7 separate regions of the Mus musculus genome follow, and regions 1, 2, 3, 4, 6 and 7 are each linked to region 5. The links are chromatin contacts, called in public ChIA-PET, HiCAR-type, HiChIP or PLAC-seq and promoter capture Hi-C maps. All regions are on one chromosome and are shown on one strand. The core of a region is the stretch at or near the end of the contact, and the rest is flanking DNA. Distances in the headings are between cores, read along the strand shown.

The links. Promoter capture Hi-C pulls out the DNA fragments that hold promoters and counts their contacts. ChIA-PET counts read pairs in DNA pulled down with a chosen protein or histone mark. HiCAR-type assays count read pairs that join an accessible place to other places. HiChIP or PLAC-seq counts read pairs in DNA pulled down with a chosen protein or histone mark.
Region 1: an RNA polymerase II ChIA-PET map of effector CD8 T cells shows a contact between it and region 5, with 20 read pairs. The contact joins the enhancer-like site here to the promoter of Arl6ip1 in region 5. A contact is called at or near these places in 3 of 39 promoter capture datasets (cranial neural crest, pre-B cells and stem cell-derived epiblast-like cells), 1 of 484 Hi-C or Micro-C datasets (CD4 T cells) and 9 of 115 datasets of contacts at active chromatin or transcription factors (bone marrow-derived macrophages, effector CD8 T cells, embryonic basal ganglia and 5 more).
Region 2: an RNA polymerase II ChIA-PET map of memory CD8 T cells shows a contact between it and region 5, with 61 read pairs. The contact joins the enhancer-like site here to the promoter of Arl6ip1 in region 5. A contact is called at or near these places in 2 of 39 promoter capture datasets (hippocampal neurons and pre-B cells), 2 of 484 Hi-C or Micro-C datasets (CD4 T cells and natural killer cells), 4 of 115 datasets of contacts at active chromatin or transcription factors (astrocytes, large pre-B cells, memory CD8 T cells and 1 more) and 1 of 9 other capture datasets (liver).
Region 3: a contact with region 5 is called in a HiCAR-type map of astrocytes, with 2.5 times the contacts expected there. The contact joins the enhancer-like site here to the promoter of Arl6ip1 in region 5. A contact is called at or near these places in 1 of 39 promoter capture datasets (hippocampal neurons), 4 of 115 datasets of contacts at active chromatin or transcription factors (astrocytes, bone marrow-derived macrophages, embryonic forebrain and 1 more) and 1 of 9 other capture datasets (adipose tissue).
Region 4: an RNA polymerase II ChIA-PET map of memory CD8 T cells shows a contact between it and region 5, with 26 read pairs. The contact joins the promoter of Xylt1 here to the promoter of Arl6ip1 in region 5. A contact is called at or near these places in 5 of 39 promoter capture datasets (the HPC-7 cell line, neural stem cells, neutrophils and 2 more), 7 of 115 datasets of contacts at active chromatin or transcription factors (effector CD8 T cells, embryonic basal ganglia, embryonic forebrain and 4 more) and 1 of 9 other capture datasets (adipose tissue).
Region 6: a contact with region 5 is called in an H3K27ac HiChIP or PLAC-seq map of microglia, with 4 times the contacts expected there. The contact joins the enhancer-like site here to the promoter of Arl6ip1 in region 5. A contact is called at or near these places in 4 of 39 promoter capture datasets (the C10 cell line, the HPC-7 cell line and liver), 2 of 484 Hi-C or Micro-C datasets (the C10 cell line and liver), 3 of 115 datasets of contacts at active chromatin or transcription factors (bone marrow-derived macrophages, microglia and pro-B cells) and 1 of 9 other capture datasets (adipose tissue).
Region 7: a contact with region 5 is called in a promoter capture Hi-C map of liver, with 2.7 times the contacts expected there. The contact joins the enhancer-like site here to the promoter of Arl6ip1 in region 5. A contact is called at or near these places in 2 of 39 promoter capture datasets (the 3T3-L1 cell line and liver) and 3 of 115 datasets of contacts at active chromatin or transcription factors (bone marrow-derived macrophages, embryonic stem cells and pro-B cells).

What each region holds. Positions count from the first base shown.
Region 1 is chr7:117,427,675-117,430,374 of GRCm38.p6, forward strand. All of the region lies in intron 1 of Xylt1 (xylosyltransferase 1), which reads left to right. Among named protein-coding and RNA genes, the nearest start is that of Xylt1, 48 kb to the left of the region's middle. Within about 2 kb of position 1,422, at least 152 of the 459 cell types and tissues checked have an H3K27ac peak or open chromatin away from gene starts, as enhancers often do. A contact at or near this core is called in bone marrow-derived macrophages, effector CD8 T cells, embryonic basal ganglia and 3 more, where this site is marked.
Region 2 is chr7:117,612,694-117,615,393 of GRCm38.p6, forward strand. The region is part of intron 5 of Xylt1 (xylosyltransferase 1); the gene reads left to right. Among named protein-coding and RNA genes, the nearest start is that of Gm34762, 150 kb to the right of the region's middle. Within about 2 kb of position 1,313, at least 68 of the 459 cell types and tissues checked have an H3K27ac peak or open chromatin away from gene starts, as enhancers often do. A contact at or near this core is called in memory CD8 T cells, natural killer cells and thymic regulatory T cells, where this site is marked.
Region 3 is chr7:117,508,838-117,511,537 of GRCm38.p6, forward strand. All of the region lies in intron 2 of Xylt1 (xylosyltransferase 1), which reads left to right. Among named protein-coding and RNA genes, the nearest start is that of Xylt1, 130 kb to the left of the region's middle. Within about 2 kb of position 1,349, at least 31 of the 459 cell types and tissues checked have an H3K27ac peak or open chromatin away from gene starts, as enhancers often do. A contact at or near this core is called in astrocytes and oligodendrocyte precursor cells, where this site is marked.
Region 4 is chr7:117,379,532-117,382,231 of GRCm38.p6, forward strand. It overlaps Xylt1 (xylosyltransferase 1), which reads left to right and starts at 1,448. Exons shown (of 12, transcript NM_175645.3): 1 at 1,448-1,989. The coding sequence starts at 1,648.
Region 5 is chr7:118,128,218-118,130,917 of GRCm38.p6, forward strand. It overlaps Arl6ip1 (ADP-ribosylation factor-like 6 interacting protein 1), which reads right to left and starts at 1,408. Exons shown (of 6, transcript NM_019419.2): 1 at 1,252-1,408. The coding sequence starts at 1,287.
Region 6 is chr7:118,689,476-118,692,175 of GRCm38.p6, forward strand. Gde1 (glycerophosphodiester phosphodiesterase 1) reads right to left here. Exons shown (of 6, transcript NM_019580.4): 5 at 2,108-2,319. Among named protein-coding and RNA genes, the nearest start is that of Gde1, 15 kb to the right of the region's middle. Within about 2 kb of position 1,311, at least 18 of the 459 cell types and tissues checked have an H3K27ac peak or open chromatin away from gene starts, as enhancers often do. A contact at or near this core is called in microglia, where this site is marked.
Region 7 is chr7:118,818,395-118,821,094 of GRCm38.p6, forward strand. All of the region lies in intron 26 of Vps35l (VPS35 endosomal protein sorting factor like), which reads left to right. Among named protein-coding and RNA genes, the nearest start is that of Gm26147, 13 kb to the right of the region's middle. Within about 2 kb of position 1,422, at least 11 of the 459 cell types and tissues checked have an H3K27ac peak or open chromatin away from gene starts, as enhancers often do. A contact at or near this core is called in liver, where this site is marked.

The sequences.
Region 1 (2,700 bases), core at 172-2,671, 700 kb before region 5:
ACTAATACTCTGGTTTGTGCTAATGTAGATAGATCACAAGTGCAACTATTTAGCCAGAGAGTCTTGCCGAGACCTGGGTGGGGAACTGCTCAGTGAGGTCCTTCTGTGGCTCTAGATTTCCCTGGAGTGGTCTTCCCACAAATTGACCAAAGGCTTTTCACACTTATATCGAAGGGAGCAGGGTCCTTTCCCTCAATTTTCAAAATTATACTTATTTTAGGAGCTGGAGTACTTAAGCTCACTGGTTCCTCTTTCAGAGGATCTAGGTTCAATTCCCAGCACCTACATGGTAACTTACAACTATGCATGTGGTACACAGACATATATGCAAGCAGAAGGCTTATAGACATAAAATAAATACATGTGTATATTTGTTTGTTTGTTTGTGTGGGCACTGGATGCAAGTGCTAGAGCCTGCGTGTAGAAGTCAGAGGACAGATTGTAACAATCAGTTTTTTCCTTTCAGTGTGTGGATCCTGGGACGGAGCTTGGAGCTTTAGGCCTAGCAAGCATCCTTACCAACTGAGCCTTCTTGCTAGTCCCCTGCTTCAACTTCCAGTACAAAGGAAAGGGTCACTGAATTAAATTCTCCCTTGCATAACTTTTTGTTCATTTTTACCATAACTTTTTTTTGTACAGCATTTGCACTGAATCAATGAATGCTATTTAAAATGGAACATGCAATGGCCAGGGCCTGGTGACACATACCTGAAGGTCTCGGGCCACTGAGATAAGATCACAAGTCCCAAGTTCTGAGCTACAGAGAAAGTTTGAAGCCAGCCTGGGTAGCTTAGTGAGATTCTGTCTTAAAAATGTAAAGTAAAAAGAGGTCTTGGGCTATAGCTTGGTGGTACTGCTCTTGCCTAGCTGCACAGGGGCCTAGGCTCACACTACCACAGACAGAAAAAATAAGGCAGGGGGCACTGAGCGTCACCTCCACTTAAACTTTGTCTGTTTTATTAGCTCCTCAGTATGTTCACTCCAGAACTGAAAGTCCATTGTATCACATGGACCTGCAGAGATGGGTGAATCTGGCCCTATGTCTGTTTTTGTTAATAAAGTTTTATTGGCATACACACTTCCCCTCACCATGGCACAGTTACGACACAGAGCCGGCACCATACCACAATGGGGCCTCCCCGCACCAGAGCAGATGTCTTCTTGACTGTGTATTCCTGTCTGCAGACTCACTAAGCTTCTGTTCTGTCATGATGAGGCAGAGATGCTCTCCCTTCAAAAAACAGACTAGAAATATAATGATTCATTTCGTAGGACGTGTGTTGAGGCTTCCTGTGGGCACTGAATGAATCTCAGGAGTGGGGGGTGGGGTGCAGAGAAAGCAGGGTGTTCATAACAAGAGCTACCCGTGGGTCTGCCCTTGAGCCTGGGTCTCCGTTTGTACTGAGCCTTGAGTGACAGTTCAGAGAGGAGTGTTATTCTCTGTTACCTTAGAAACGGGAAGTCAACACACCAGGCAGGGCCCCTGGGGAAGCACCAAGTTCTGTGTGAAGGCAGAAGATGGAGGCAAAGGGAAACATGAAGAAAATGATTAAACATTGTTGCTGTAGATACACCCAGTCTCTGTCTAGTGGGCCTTGTCTAAGAAAGAAAGTCACACTGGACTGGCAGGATGCTATTCCACTGAGCTATCCTTCCAACATGGCAGCTGGCAATGAGACCACTGACTTCCCATCAAAGTCCCAAATGAACTTCGATGTTTTCAGCTCTTACAATGCCTTCTTCACCTCTCCCCTAAAATTGCTAATCTCAAAGAGTTTTTTTTTGTTGTTGTTTTTTGCTTTTTTTTTGTTTTTTTGTTTTTTTTTTTCTAGTTTAGTTTTGTTTTGTTTTGTTTTTTTATCCTCCCGGAGCCCTGGATGTTAGATTGGCAGTTAGTCTCCATGGTGCCTAATCTGTTTACATAGGTTTTACTCTGGTTTCTGCCTATAGAGTGGGGAATGTGCTTGAGTCCAGGCAGAGGCAAGCCATGGGTTCTGGAATCCTCGGTATGTGTGTGAGGAGTTAGTGTGTAGAGCATGCATGTATATTTGTGGAGCACATGAATGTGTGTGATGTGTGTGTATTTGTAGAGCACGTGTATGTGTCCCGCACTTATTCACCTAGTCCACTTCACAGGGGCCTCAGTGTTGTACCCTGTTCCCTCTACACCCCACCAGTGCTATACACGTGATCTGTCATGTGAAGGGTCGCCTTGGACTTAGGCTTTGGGGTGGCCTTAAGAAGGTGAACTCTCCCAGTATGATACAGGCCCTCAAATCCAGCAGCTGTGGGGAACAACTCAGTTTTGGATTCCTTTTCACCTGTGCCCTGAAAGTCAAGGTGACAGAAGCTAGTTTGCTCTTGCCACCTGCCAATTAAGAATGCAGCCTGCCACAGCAGGGAGCTCACGATCCCCATTGCGAGGCCCATTCAGGAAGTCTGAGTGGACATTGTAAGAGTACAGTGCTGAGAGGAAAATGTCCTTCTCATTGATGCTCCTTCTGCCTGTCAGCTGTGGGTTGCCTGGGTCACAGGCTGAATTAGCTGTGTCTATCAGTCTTCAGGATGAAGCTCTCCATTAGGGGCCTTCAAGGTCCCGGAGCTTCCATTTAACTTCTATCCTCAGCTTCCAGCTACTACACAAATCCAGGTAGGCATCTGATCGCCCTCCTGTGATGAGCCCAATGCATGCACCTCAGT
Region 2 (2,700 bases), core at 63-2,562, 520 kb before region 5:
TGAGATTACAGCCACAAGAACAAAGCAGGTGCGTGCTTGGCCTTCATCTGGTATATGCCCTGCTTTACAATGAACTGCATGGCCTTCTTCCCAGTACAGACATGTAAATATCCAGAGATCTGAAAATAGCTCCTCAATGATCAATGCGCTTGAAGTATTGCTTCTTTAACGCAGCTCTCTGATATGGCACCTAATGGCATTTACTAAATTTTTTTTTTTGTTAGCAAACACTGTGTAGGTTGCCATGGAACCACACAGGGAGCCAGGCTAAGATATTGACCCTGAGTAAATAACTCTTTTGGAAGAGATAGAGATTCCCGTAAATGAGTAACCTTGACCAAAGGACCAGGTCGCGTACATTTAGACAAACAACCAGGGCTCAGTTTTCCCGTGGAAATAGCTCCACCTGACTCGAGAGGAACTCAGTGGCAGAGAGCAGAATTTGCGTCTGAAGCCAGAAAGCACAGTTGGAGGCACAGAGCATCTACTTAGCATATGCTCAAGTCAGAGCCTGGCCTCTTGAGAGGCTGGGGAACCACACCTCCCAAGAGAGCAGAGCGCACAGTAAGTCTAGACACTGAGCAGGCAAGCCAGGGTGGAGAGGAAGGCAAAGAAAGGCAACCTAACACTGAAAAGAACAGAGCTAACACGCATGGAGTGGGCCCTCTCTTCCCAGGGCCTGTGCTGACAGCGTAGTCTGGAGTCTCCCTTTTACCCTCCAAGCTGCCATGTTTGCCATGTTATAGTAGGATTCCCCATGTTCTAGAGGAAGTACTGCTACTCAAAAGGAAAAAAATTGTCATCGTCCCTCTTTCCTAAAAATATAAAAAGAGTTAGGCTTTTATGGTTGTGGAACTTTTATTGCAAGCCTCTAAACCTTTTTACTCAATGCAAATTTCTCCCATGACTTATGCCAGTGTAGAAACAGACAGAATTGTGTATTCTACAGAGAAGCCTTGGGCCAGATGTCCTGAGGCCACAGCTGCCTGGAAGAGGTTGGGGTCTGGGGGCTGCAGTCTGATAACCACTGATGGATCTGATAAATTCTTTTTAAAAGAAAATTTTTTTCTAAAATCTTCTGTCCCCAAGAAGTGCCACATTACCTACTCAAGGCCTGAACTCTCTACTTACAGACTCTGATCTCTTAAATTTTCGATTCAGCTCTGAGGTAAACAAATACCCTTGAGAACGTGTGGGTGGAGACCATACAGGAAGTAACAATTCTGGTCTATCAGAGACTCTCTGAAGCAGACATCTGTGTCTGTACAAAGCTTGCAGAGGTGGGTGGCCACAGGGTTTGTTTTCTGTAGAAGTGTATGTGGCTTCCTGTCTGCCTCAGGAGACACTGTAACCTTGATCCAGTTCTGACAAGCTGGTAGACGTAGTGGGCTGGCCAAGAAGGGCAAGGTGAGCAGTGGAGAGTCACCAGCCCTTTGAGCTCAGCCCCACCCTCAGCCAGTATCCAAACTATATGGTGGTCTGGGAGTTAAGTCATTGTAGACTCCAGTTCTGCTGACGTAGTGATGATACTAACAGAAGAAGGGTTTTCATAGAAGGACTACAAGTTCTTCCTCAGACCTTTCTAGGCTGTGTCAAGTTGACAGTTAAACTGACTAGGACATATGGGAAGCTAGAATTTGTCTAATCGAAGAGGATACTTACTTGATATGTCTCATAACAGCCAGATTACAGAGAATTAATTTGTAATTAACAAATTGACTTCACATACACGTGTGTGTGCCTTGTGGACATGCATGTATGTATGTATCCAAACCAAACTGAACAGCATATTTAAATATTTTGTTTGGAGATAGGATCTCACTACACAGCCCAGGCTGGCCTCATGCCATCTTTTCTCATCACCTTCCAGAGTGCTGGTCTTGCAGGCATGTGCTACCACAGCAGGCTACAGTTTTATTTGTTCATGCTTCTAGCAGCCTCAGAACCAACCAGGCCCCTTGGTGCTGATCCCTGTCAGTCACCTTGCCATTACAGCCATCTTGAGGAAGGGCTGGCGTGTTCAGAGTTCTCACTGATGGAACATCAGATAAATGGCCTCTTCAGATGGCATACGTGTGTTTAAAATGAGAAATGTGTTTCTCCCAAATGCTCTGTGAATGTGTCAAGGCTTTGCAAAGTGATTTGCAGGTCCCTTCAAATGCAATGAGCATGTTTTAGTGCCACATCATTTTCATGAGTAACAAAAAGGTAAATCCAATTAGCAGCGATTGGGTTTTATTATCCAGGTGGCTCTCCAGCCTGCTGCTTGCATGGAGGGAGGGACAGTCCCCACAGTCTCTGTGGGATGCTTTGGGTATGTGTCTCATGATTCCTTTCATTGCTGGCGACTCACTCCGTATCACGAGGACCTTGCTATACTGTGACTGTTGTTGTCACCCACTGCTGTCACAGGCATGTGGCATAGGACAGGACCTGTTAGGGAAGAGGCTGAACAGTTAGAAAGCTTCAAGTCAAATAGTCCCGAAATTGTAGTGGGCAGAGTCTGACCATAAGAAACATGTGCCTTGCTAGGCAGTCAGCACACTGGCCTGCCCCTGAGGGAGAGTTCCGAAGCCCATAAAGTGCAAGACATATCACACCAAACTCATGTGGGTTTTGTTGTTGTTGTTGTTGGTTTTTGGTTTTTGGTTTTTGGTTTTGTTTTTTGTTTTTTTTTTTTTTTTTTTTTTTTTTTTTTTT
Region 3 (2,700 bases), core at 99-2,598, 620 kb before region 5:
GTGGCCATGTACACATGTGTGTGGCCCTGCTCCTGGGGCTTGCTGGCCATCAGCCTAGCTCCAGGCTCAGTGAGAGGCCCTATCTCACGAGATAGGTAGAGAGTGACGGAGCAGGGCACTGGACAGCCTCCTCTTGGCTCCCCACATGCAAGCACAAACAATGCTCCTGCACACACTCATGGGCATTCACCCCCTCACACACACACACACAAACACACCCCACATGCACACACAAACATACTCAACATACCTCACAGTTACATACAAACATATTCAGTACACACACATACACTGAGCACCACACATACACATGCACACAAATATATCCTATACACATGCACATAAAACACATTCACTAAACACACACACACACACACACACACACACACACACACACACACACACACACACACTACATGCAGACACTCTGCCTTGGTCTCCGCAAGCTCTGCCCTCTACATGCAGCTCTCTGTTAGGTAGTTGGGAGATCCCTGCTACATGACCCACGCCCTGCAGTTGGGGACCAAGGCTCAGAGGACCCGATGGCCAGCATCCTTCCCTGTCCAGGTGAAGCCACAGTCCAGGTTCTTTCAGATTTCTATTGTTATGGTTCAAATTTTGTTGTTGTTTTTGGCCAGAAATAAGGAAACCCTCTTTGCCTGCATCCTACAAACAGTGCCATGGTAGCGGCCAGAGTAGAATGCCACATGGACAGAGGAAAGAATTCACTAGTCTCACCACGCTGGCTGGAAACCAAGCCACCTACCTGGGGCTGAGTCAACCTGTCAGTACATGGACATCATCTCTGTATATTTCTTTTTTCTATGTGAATACATGCGTTATGGCATACCTGTACATGTGTGTATGTTTGTTTACATATGTCATGTGCGTATGTGTGTGTAGATGTGTCTATGTGTCTATGTGTGTATATTTCATGTGTGAATGTGTGTGTTGACATCATGTGTCTTCCTCCATCACTCTCCATCTTATACACGGAGGCAGGGTTTTTCACTTGAACCCAGAGCCGACAGATTCAGCTATTCCAACTAGCCAGCTTGCTGCAGGGGTCCCTGACTCTGCTACCCCAGTGCTGGGAGAACAGGCAGACACCACACCTGCCCAGCTTTATGTGGGATCGTGGATCTTTATCCTCACGTATATTTGCATTGCCATCTCCCTAGCATCCTCCTGCACAGTTGTAAGCACCAGGGCATCCTCTTCCAGGGAGTCAGGCGCATGGTAAAAGCTGCTGGCAAAAGGAAGCTTTGTCTGATAGGGCTGCAGTCCTTGAGAGAGGCCTTGTTTAGGGGATGACAGCCTCCTCTCTGTCTTCATCCACCCACCTTCTTAAGGCCCAGTAGTCAGGGGCCTCACTCTTGGCCCAGGCCAGAGCAGCCCAGCCTCCGGCTTCCTGTCTCATAAGAAGCCCTCTGTGGGGTTGCCAGCACTCTGGGCCAGGGGCAAGATTCAGAACAGCAATTATTTGTCAACTCTTGATGCTGGCAAGCAGCCCAGGGCAGTCTGAAGGACATCACAAGTCCAGGTACTGGGTACAGACAGACTGCCTTTGAGCCCAAGGCTGACAGGGCTGGGCAATTGGGAGAAGGCGTGGGGTGCATGGGCTCATGTTCAGCTCCCTTGTTCAGCCTTGGCCAGCAGGAACTGCCCCTGATGATGGCTTAAGCCTGGAATGTGCAGCATCCATAGTCATTCTGAAGGTCAGGTTGTCCAAACAGCATCTCGGACCCATGAGTTTATACCAGGATTTGCTAAAGCAATACCGCATCGCACTGGGTAGGAACAGGATTTCTGTCCTACCCAGACCCTGTGCTCATTGCTTTCTCCCTGTCCTATTTATGTGTTTGTGGTGAAGATTACCTGGAGCACACAAACCACACACAAACACACATGCCACACTCACCACACAGGCCACACTCACCACACAGGCCATACACATTACACATGTCACAAACACACCACATGTCACAAACACTACTGAGGCCACATACACACATCTCACACACATGCCAACATGTCACATACACACACACCATACATGACACACACAGACACACACACATGATACATGACACATACATACCACATGAGAACACATGCACTATATACACATACATACCATGCGCACTGCACACACATGCCATACATATCATATAAGCCACATATTCTACACACAGACACACACACATCCCACATACTGCACATGCCACAAATGCTATACATGATGCCACATGAACCAAAACATACAAATCTGATGAGACCCACAGAAGCATCTGGTCTAGCTCATGCTACTGAGCAGATGTTGATCACCTGGTTTTACTGTCACCCATTTAGGTTAGGTAAGGTGTCACACTTTGGAGTCTCCTAGACTAGTCACAAGTTGGAGGCTCCTAGAACTCTGCACAATAATGGCAACCTTCTGTAAATCCACAATTATCTAAGAAAATACACTCAAAAAAGGAGGAAAACATGTTCGTGCAATAAAGTCATTCTGGCATGAGGTTTGTGTATGGTGAGCCCCTGTGTGTAACATGATGGGAAGAGATAACAGGAAAGAGAAAGCCATGCTCCTGAGGATCTTGTAGGTTGGCAGGAAGCAGTGTCTAATGACCCCATGTCAAGCCTATCTGTCTCAGTAGAGTCCCCTCCTCTTTAATTCCCACTCACACACCCAGTCAGGAC
Region 4 (2,700 bases), core at 198-2,697, 750 kb before region 5:
GACTGTAGATCAGAGGCACCCTTTGTCACCTTGGGATGCTTGTACCTGATCCCACATCTGGCACACATCAGTGCTCTAATATGCTGGTGCAGTGGATGGAAGGGTCCACTTCTCGCCACTGTTGGCCTTGCTCTCTGATAGATTCTGTACATATCCACTCGCTTCCCTTTACAAACCAGGGTGATGTTTAAAAGGGCAGGAGACAAAAGACCAAGAATTCGCTGTAAGTCCCCAGCTCACTGACATAGGTAGACATCAGTCCCATTCACATGCAGACATTAATAGATGCTATGTATCAAAAGGGGAAGTCTATAAGACTGAGTCAGAGAGAGCTGGATGAAGTTTGAGTTCAGAGAGATTATTCCTTCCAAACTCTCACTGACAGAGCTCAGAACAAGGTCAAGGGGGACAGTCTTGGTGGCTCAAGGTCACCAGTCAGTCCAGGAAAATGCTTCTCCTTATAAAGCAAGGCTGGGCTGACCCAGCTCTGAATCTAGTGCACACAGCAAGTCAGACATCAGGAGGGCGGATGGTAAGAAGGGCGTTAAGGGAGGGAGGCTCTGTGGCTGGGAGGGAGACTTCAGCTTGTGGCCAGGGAGGGTTGGAAAACTTCTTTAGCCACCAAAGCATTCACTTGCCAACTGGATTTGGAGGATGTTGGATTGTGAGTCTTTGGGGACCAGAGAAGTGAGTCAATGAGCCCTGAATCTTTGGTTGGCCCTGGAAGGGGGGGGGGGTGACTCAGAAGTCGCAGTGCTTGTGCTGATTAACCTCGGCGAGTCATTGAGAACCTCCTCCCCATCGTTTCAGTCAGTGATCCAGGAATCCCAGGCTGCACAAGAGCCAGGACCTGTGACACTCCTACGTTTTCTCCCATCTCCACCTGCCAAGGTTTTCTCTCTGTGCAGCCAAAGATGCCGGGACGGAAAACTCCGCGCCTCCTGCAACTCCGCCTCCAGTTTTCTGCCACATGGAACACAGACTCTCAGGACCCTTCTTTCCCTTTTCCTGACCTCTGCAAGCTGAGCTGCCCTGTTGACTCTTCTATCCTCCACTTTCCGTCTCTCTACCCCTTGCACCGGCCTTTTCGCACCCGTACCTTGTTCCCACGCCTGTTCTGGGGGGTGTCTGTCTGCTTCCTTCGCCTCCACCCCCTCCCTCACCTTCTCCTCCCCACGCTGCCCTCGGCTCCTCCTCCAGGCCCCGCCCTCTGCTCAGGGCCCGCGTCCCTAGTGGCCCCTTCCCCAGCCCTGGTACCCCTAACGCCCGCCCTAGAACCCTGGGGGTTGGGTTGGGGACCCTGACCCAGGGAAAAGGGAATCTCGAGGGGCCAGCTCCCTTCCGAGCCGTGTCCCCGCGCGCGCGCGCCGCGCCCCCTCCGCGGCCTCCCCGCGCCCGCCTCCCGCCTTCCCCTCCTCCTGGTGACGTCCGGGTCCCTGCCCGTCTGAAAACTCCGCGCCGCGGCGGTGGAGGAGGCGGCGGCGGCGGCAGAGGAGGAAAGGGAGGAGGAGGTGGTGGAGGAGAGGAGCAGGAGGAGGAGCAGCGGCGAGCCCGGGCGACGTCGGCGGGGCCCGAGCGCGGAGCCCCCGGGATAGAGCGCGCACCGGGGTGTCCCGGCACCCCGCTCGCCCCGGGCCGCCGCGGAAGATGGTGGCGGCGCCGTGCGCCCGGAGGCTGGCGCGGCGCTCGCACTCGGCGCTGCTGGCGGCGCTCATGGTGCTGCTGCTGCAGACGCTGGTGGTGTGGAATTTCAGCAGCCTGGACTCCGGGGCTGGAGAGCAGCGGCGCGCGGGGGCAGCGGCGGGAGCAGCCGAGCAGCAGCAGCCCGCGGCCCCGCGCCGGGAGCGCAGGGACCTGGCTGCCCATCTGCCCGCAGCCCGCGGAGGACCTGGAGGCCGAGCCGGCGGAGGAGGAGCACGGGGAGGCGGCCCCGGAGGAGCCCGCGCACAGCAGCCTGCCAGCCGCGGGGCACTAGCCTCCCGGGCGAGGGTAAGGTGCCCTTTGGGAAGGGGATCTCGAGCCCCGCGGACAGAGAGACAGATGGGCGACCCTACCCATGCCTCACATTGGTCTTGGCCACACAAGTCCCGATATCCGAAGGGACTCTGCGCCCTGGCTGCCTCTGACTGCCCTGGCTGCCCTGGGCAGCTGCAGGGTCGTGCACTGAGCCGCGCTGCTCTGTGCGGAGTCTGAGGACCGCCCCCTTGGGGTCTGGAAAGTGAGCTCCAGAAGAGACTCGCTTTCTAGGGGGTCCTGTTTCCTATCACTCTTTCTGGGCGTCCTACTTGCTCTCTGGGTGGGGGCGTTGATGCCTCACTCTCCACTCGAGTACGTGCATCGGATCGTGACCGGATCCTCAGCCGCTGCTCAAGGGTAGTTCTCCACGCAGCCTCTTTGGTCTGAGCTGTTTGCTGTGGGCTGAGAATGAGTGTGTTAAGTCCTCCACCATGTCCCTGGTGCCCAAATCAACACTGGGTCTTGCAAGCCTGATCTGACTTTGGGTCCTGTTTTCCCCTCTGGGAATCTACTTCTCTCTCCACCTTCCCCAGTCCCCACCTTCCTCAGTCCCTAACCTTGCCATTTCTTGCCCTCCCTGACTTCACCTCCAGGTATTGCCCCTTAGTTCCAGCTGGCTGTCTCTGACTTGACATGGGTGGTCAGTTGCACTTACTGTCTGTCTGTCTGGCCACGCTATCACCA
Region 5 (2,700 bases), core at 158-2,657:
TCTCACAACCTCTACTTTAAGATAAGGCGACTGAGACATAAAGGGGTTAATATATTTAAATCCAGGAAATCCAAGACTAATGGACTTGCTCTCCTTAAAATGATGGAAATAGTAGTGATCAGGCCCTCTCCCATGATAGTTTCCTTGTACAGCAATTAATCCTCTTATTGAATTGTTTGCTGGTATTGTGTAGGAGGAGTTTAAGGGTACAGGGTAAGCATCTCTATTGTATGGTACTGTGTGTGTGTGTGTGTGTGTGTGTGTGTGTGTAGGGAATTTAAGGATACAGGGAATGCACCTCTAAACACAAATACAAACTGAAAATCTTGCACTAATCAAAACTGTCCCGAAGAATCTTGTCGGCACTTAGCAGTTAAAAAGGCAGGCATTAAAAGCTGATTGCTTTTTTCATTTCTGATATGGCCTGCCTTTTCTGGGGAATGACAATACAGAAAAAAAAAAAAAAAGATCTTTCGTTCTTGCCTAGGTGGGTGATGCAGTTAAAAATTTGAAACTAGCAGGGCCTGGTGATGCGCAACTGTAATCCCAGCACAGGAGGATGACAAATACAAGGCTAGCCTCGTCAAGCTACACGAAAACCTAGCCTTAAAAACCAAAAACAAAGACCTAACCAAAAACAAAGACCTGTAATGAAGCAAACGCGCCCTCTTCTAATACCATCATCTCGTGTAGCTCCGTCAAATCCGTGCTAAATCATTTTTAAAGTTGCATCCAGTCCCGTGAGTCCCTCGCCAGTTCCCAGACAAGTGCCAGGATCCCCCACTGTCCTTTCCGCAGAACCCGTTTTCAGCTTCCTGCGGTGAACTCCAACCAGCCAGCTCCAACAAATTCTGTGTCAGCGATAAACTAATTCTCTGTAGCAGCCCTTTGACCCTCCACCCTTGCGCCAAGTTTTAGGAGAAAAAGAATCATGATTAAAAATAATCTACGGAACATGAGATTAAGATCAAAGGGCAAAACAGGTAGGTCTCCGGCCTGAGCCGGAGCGCTAGACAAGGCCCCTGGCGGCCGAGTGCCCCAACCTGTTACCCAGGTTCCTTCTTGCCACAGCCCCCTTCTCACACTTCCTCACGCACGGCCCAAGCCTTATGGTGCAGGATTCCGGGGGACGTTGGGGATCGCCAGCAGCGACCTCCACCGTGGAGATAAGGCCTGGCTGTCCCTGGTAGTCCACCGAGGCCAGGAGGCCCATCCGGAAACTCCGGGGACAGACTGACCACCGCAACTCACCAGCAGGTTGCTGCTGCGGTTATCCCCCTCCGCCATCGTTCCAGACTCGCGGTTATCAACGAGCGAACACACACTATCCCCCCAACACCAGCAAGGCAACCCGAGCGCGGGGGAACGCCCCGCAGTCTGCTTATATAGGCTAGCTGCCTTTCCCGACAGCCCTCGCGAAACTCGCTCCTCATTGGGTAGACCGCACTCCGGCTTCTGGGAAGTCGGGCCAACCGGCAGCTAGCGCATGACTTGAAATCCAGGTCAAAGGAGAGCGAAACTGAAAGACTCTGACCAATCAGAGTGCAGGGGTGTGGCCCTCGAGAGGCGGAGCGGAAGGAAGCGGTTCAACCGCCGTACCTAGTCTCTCACCCAGATCTTCCTAAATCCTGGGGCCTCTCTAGTCCCTAGCTCTTCTGCTGGAAATCAAAACCGCTCAGGCGCCTGTCCGCTCAGCTGCGCAGGGGATGCGCAATGGCATCCTATGCGGAGGCTGGAAGGGCAAGGACGCTTTAGGTTGCTGTGGCACCTGCTGACTGAAGTATTGGCTGCCCCAAGTGAGCGCTGTCTGTGCCTTCTCCCCAGCTCTGGCCTTTGGAGAACATGGAAGATGCACAAACTCTTAAAGGGCTTCATTTGCAGCCAGTTTTTGGGGGAATCATTTGCGGGGTGCTTCACTTGATAATCTATGAGTACTTCAGGTAGCTAGGGGAGCGCTTCATTCGGAGGGATGGATGAGTAGAGGAGCAATTCGGATGTTGGAGGGCTTCAGACTGATAGATTAATGGATGTATGGGGAAGCCAGGCTAAATACGACCTTCAACTAATTTTAAATTATTTTTAAAAACACTTCGTTCCTTAATTCCCAGGTTCTTTAAAGGCCTTGGAGGTTAAAGAGAAATGTGAGAGATCACATAGTGCTCCTAAATATGCCTGGTCCCTTCCTGGCCTATGGTGGCTCTGTCAAAGGGGCATACAATTTGTCATAGAACTTGTGGAAAGTACTAGAAGGTACAGACAACAGTTTTGACCAGGAAGGACGCTCATTGTGTGTGGGCGGGGCGGGGGGGGGATATTATGACTTCGGTTGATACAGAAATCATGTCAAAAATTGTAAAGCCTGGAATTCCCTCCTTCTCCTCAGTATTGAGAACAAAAGGACCCAAACAGCTGCTACCAAGCAATGAGGTGCCCATCTTGGTGGTACCAGGAGCAGTCACTTTGCTAAGAGAGGGCAGAGTAATAAGTTTTTCCTTGGCAACTTGGCTACTGCCCCAGAAAGCTTAGTTTAGTCGGTGTTCCCAAAGTAAAATTTAAGTTTAGGCCAGTCCCAGGTCCCAATCCAGCTCTCACTAACCTTCCAAATGGCTCAGAGGTTACAAACACCTCTTTTTCTACCACAAAGTGACCTTTTGAAATGTGTCAGAAGATGAAGCTCGTAACACAAATCTTCCTCAGAAC
Region 6 (2,700 bases), core at 61-2,560, 560 kb after region 5:
CCCTCCCTCAACGCTTTCTTCCTTGCAGTTCACAGGCAGAGCTTAGTTTGCTCCTGGCACCCTGTCCCATATCTGGTGAAAAGCTGAGAAGTCCTGAGTGTCCCCAGGTATGGGAAAGGTCACAATATAAAAGCAGCTGTTGTGACACAAACCAGAAACATACCTTCAAACAGCAAGCCTAGAACAACCACATTTTCTCAGATTTACAGGTGATTCAAGATGATTCAGTGACTTCCAGGCAGACAAAAGGCTCACAGCCCCCACTCCAGAACTGGTAATTTCTCAAGACAAATGAGCTACCTTGGCGTGTAGCTGAGACATCCTCAAGGAAGATGCCAGGTAACCACTCTGGTGAGGCCAGGTAAAGAGACCCAGGTGTGAGCCTCCCACCTCCACCATGCCCACTTCCTCACGTGCTCCCACAGCACTGGCCCGACAAGAGCAGGCCTGGATGTCCTTTACCCGCTGGCTGATAGAGAGGCTGGAGTGTGACCCTGGGCCTCGGGCACGCAGGGAGGCAGTCATCCTCAACTGTACCGCAGCGTCTCTTCACTTCTGTTTTATGCTCTCACTGGAGCCCGGGCTGCCCTTGAACATGCAATCCTTCTGCTTTAGCCTCCAGAGTTGCTTGACTTTCAGGCCTGTGCCACCGTGGTAACAATTACCATTCCCCTCCTTCTTCCTTGGGACACCTCCCTGTGCGAAACTAGATCAGAATACAAGGCCTATGCACTGCTGTCCTTGAAGCTGTTGATGGCGCTGTCTTTCACTATTGTTCTCATCTTAGATTTGAGACAGGGTGTCTCAATGAACCCGGAGATCGAAGCTCCAGCTAGACTGATTCCCAGAATCTGCTGCTCTAGCCACACACATGCTACTGCGCCAGTTTGCATCCGGCTGCTAGGAATGTGAACTCAGACCCCAAAGCTCGCACAGAAGCACTTACCCACTGGCAGCCCTCAGCTGTGGCTTTGTATTTACTAGACTCAAGGCTGGACTGGCATCCCTGTCCAATTGGACATGGAAGTCAAGGAGGCAAAGAGCGCGGCTCTGCTTCTTCACTACTGTACCCTCCGCTTCCTCATGCAGCACCTGACAGCACTGTTGGCCATAGCCAAATGGCTGCCAGAATAGCAAGCTGGAAGTCGGATGGAGCTACAGTGTGCGTCTACAGCTCTAAGGCTGCCACAGACAGCTCAGAGATGTCAGTAAGCGAGAGAACAGACAAGCAGAAGGGAGGATGGGAGCTAGAAGGCCATGGCCATACGCGGTTTCCGCTGTGGCACTTCCCTCCGTCTAGTTTCCCAAGGGAGCCAATCACAAGCAGTGCAATGTCACCACTTTCTAAAAATGCTTTACAACACTGGACTGGGGTTGGGCGGTGGTGTAAGCTTAATCCCAGCACTCACTGGAGAGGCAGAGGCAGGTAAATCTCTGTGGGTTTGAAGCCAGAGGTCTGCAGAGTGAGCTTCAGGACAGGCAGAGCTACACAGAGAAACCCTGTTTGATGAGGTGGGCTATGATGCATCAGCTCTGCCACACACATTTACACGGAGAGCAAGAACTTGCTGACATATTACATGATTAATATGTTATAAATTGTAATTTACTTTTAAAACATAATAAAAAATGCTTGTCATTCAAGAACCAGAGTTGGGTGTCCAGCAGCCACATAAAAACTGGGAGACATCACAGACCATCTATAGTCCCAGTGCTCAGGAGCTGGAGAAGATCCTGAGGAAAAGGTAGCTTCTCACAGGACCAGCTCCATCAGTGAGTCCCACACATACAACATACAAACACACACCACACATACAGGTACCACACATACAAACACTACACATACATACAGCACACATACAAACACTACACATACAAGCAGTAAACAAACAAACTAATGAAACAGAGTATCTGGTTAGCCTGTTGTGAATCAATGAACCATGTCTGACATCTTCCCACACACTTCCAGCAGCTGGCACTGCTCTAACTTACAGGCCAGGGGACCCATGAGTCACAAACAACTCAGTCTGCCCACTTCTTTAACGCCTCCTTTCCAGAAAAAGCACCCAGGACACCAGAAGCCAAGAGACAAAAACTTCTAACTTACGGGGAGACAAAATCCTTCTGCATGAGGAAGGCTGAAATCCCACACAGGTACCACAAGACATTGTGCATGCTCCAGTCCAGCAAGATGTCCAACACCACAAACACAGACTGCTTCCAAAAGACGCTGTAGCGAGGCTTCCCATCTCCAGTGTGGCTCAGGCTCCAAGGCCTGTGAGTTAGGGCTGTGATTACCTTCTGATCCGTTTGTCTCATCTGAAAAGGAATTTTGGAAAAGAAAATGATCATCTCTTAAGTCTATAATTTCTAAAAATTTTAGATTTACCAAATATTCATTTGATGAGGGCCCCATAGCGACCACGTTTGCCATCTCTCACAAGTCCTTTGAGAAACAAAGTAGATGTAGGTATGCAACGCCCACTACAATTGAGGGCCTCTTCCTCACAGTCCTACAGGAACTGCCCTATCAAACAGAGAGAACCTGGCTGCCGAGGGAGCCCAGCCTCAGCGTGGTGGCAGGCATGAGGCCCTCCCTAGGTGTAGTCAGAAACACACAGCAAGTGAGAGGGAGAGAAAATGCCAACCACAGGGTCAAGTTGTATTTGTTTGTTTGTCTGGGTTTCTGGAGATAGGGTC
Region 7 (2,700 bases), core at 172-2,671, 690 kb after region 5:
GACCCCACGGCAGGGCTACTGCTGGGAGCTGGTGGCTTCTTTGCTCAGGGACAGGCGGCAGCTGGACACACAGTAGGTGGGTTTCTGCATTCCCCTCTCTAGAAGGTGAGAAGCCACTTTTGAAGGAGAAAACTGCTTCTTGTCTGTCACTCGCTGGGCTTTCAGCATCGGTGTGGAGTGCCGCAGTTGTAACTCTTGTGAGGAAAGCCTTGATTGCAGTGGATGTGACTGTGTCCCCAACCCTGAGGACTCTGGTCAGAGCTGGAGCAGTTCCCAGGTGGGCAATGTTATGAAGCCACAGGGAGTGTGGGGACTAGGGAATAAAGTTACTGATGGAACCTCAGAGAGGCACAAGTGAGTCTCCACTCCAGCCATGGCCTCCATCCTCTTGCTGGCCTTTCTTGCTCATTTTTCATATGCAAAACATTGCACCAGAAATGAAGATGCGCATAGAGCCCCTGCTGTAGTGAGGGAGAGCCAGTCTGTTGACTGTTAGTTCATAGGGCAGTTTGTAAAAAAATGTCTTTCACTGTGTACCCGAGGACTCTTGGAGCAGAAGGGAATGAGTTGTCTGAGAAGAGCCAAAAAGCTTCACAAAACAGATGCACTGGGAACCTGAGAGGGCCGGGTGCTCACCGTGTCCTGGAGGCCATCCTAGAGACTGAACGCCTGACACAGAAAAGGCCTGGAGGCCAGAAGCAGGATAGTCCCTTCGAAGGGGTGGGAAGATGGAATTTAGAAGATAGGCCGAGTCCTTACTGTAGAGAGTGCCAGACTCCCAGCAAACAGCTCATGTTGTTCTCTCTGCATTACTAGGTTGCATAGGTTGTCTTCGTTTTATAGGTGAGAAGGAAGCTTGTGGTTTGCACATGACATCTGCTACGTGGCTTCGTCTTTCATGGAGGCTCGAAAGCACTGCTATTAAGAGCAGTCCCCTCATAACAACACATACTTTCCTTCCAAATCCGAAACGCATGTGGTACTAAATGCCTGTCATCATAGACTGCCTGTTTGATACACTTGTGAAAAACCCTCCATATGTGTGTTTATATGGTGTATGTGCGGTGCAAATGCATACATATCATGGTGTGTGGTGTGCATATGAGGTCAAAGGACATTTTTTTTTTTCAAGACAGGGTTTCTCTGTATAGCCCTGGCTGTCCTGGAACTCACTCTGTAGACCAGGCTGGCCTCGAACTCAGAAATCCGCCTGCCTCTGCCTCCCGAGTGCTGGGATTAAAGGTGTGCGCCACCATGCCCAGCTGACATTCTTGTTTTGAAGCAGGGTCTTTTGCCAACTACCATAGAAGCACTGGCTGGGCTATCCTGCTGGGCTTTGCACCGGGGCTAGAGAGATGACCTCAGGTCTTTAGACCTCATAAACCAGCACTTTATCTAAGGTTTCATTTCCCCAGGCCTGGGTGGCTGTTGTTGTTTGGGTTTTGTTTGGTTTGGTTTTTTTGGAGACTGTCACAGTAGCCTAGGCTGACCTCAAACTTGCTCTAAAGCCAAAGATGACCTTGAACTTCAGCTCCTTCCCTCCTTGTCTCCCAAGTGCTGAGGTTGAATATATGAGCTGCCATGCTTAATCCATAGTGCTTAGGGAAAGCTAGGCTTGCTACTCACAGACACAATGCACAGCCCTCTGGGTGCTTTGCAGGGAGGACACACAGTCCCTACACCTGCCCTGTCCCGCACGTAGGAGGTAACTTGGGAGCCAAGCAAGCTGGGCTCAGTGTAGAGCTCTGGACACTCTTGGGATGAGAGAGAGAGAGTGTAGATTGACACCCTTTGGAACGTTGGTTCGGTGATGATGAAAATTGGAAATAATTTGTATGTCTCCAGCGGACCTCCACATTAAATATTGATGTCCAACTCGAACGGAAAGGGCATGTAGCCGAATCCGTGTGGCGAAGACAAGGTTGTATTAAGCTGTCAGTGGTAACAATTAAGCCATAATGAATATGCCACTTAAATGTCTCTAGGCATCTGTACTTGTGTAAAGCTTGCTCCGTTTTGGCATCATTGAAACAGTGGCCCTCGTGTCGCTTTAAGAGCAGAGTCTGTTGCAGACGCGCAGGTGGCCAGTAACAGGATTAAACCTCAGTGGCCGGCTGGCCCCTGGACCCTGTGGCCTTGCCAAAGGCATCTTCATGTTGTGGTTGCAACACATCTAGTTTTCAGGACCTGGTGTGTGCTCCTGTGAGTGTGAGTGTGTGTGTGTGTACATGCTTGTGTCTGTGAGTGTGTAAATGCACCTATGTGTACTCTTGCATGTACAATCCTAGGTCAGTAACAGGTTTTGTTCCTCCAGAGCCATTTACCTTACTTTTTGAGGCCTGGAATTCATTGATTCTGCTACAGTGGCTGCAGTGAGCCCTTTAAGGGTGGGGGACCTGTGTCCTATATCAGATATCCTGCATATCAGATATTTACATTACAATAAATAACAGTAGCAAAATTACACTTATGAAGTAGCAATACACTTTTTTTTTCCAAGACATGGTTTCTCTGTATAGGTAGCCTTGGCTGTGCTAAAACTTGCATCCCCAGCAGGTGGAGGCTGAGACAGGAGGATGGCTTTTTTTTTTTTTTTTTTTTTGGTTTTTCGAGACAGGGTTTCTCTGTGTAGTCCTGGCTGTCCTGGAACTCACTCTGTAGACCAGGCTGGCTTCAAACTCAGAAATCTGCCTGCCTCTG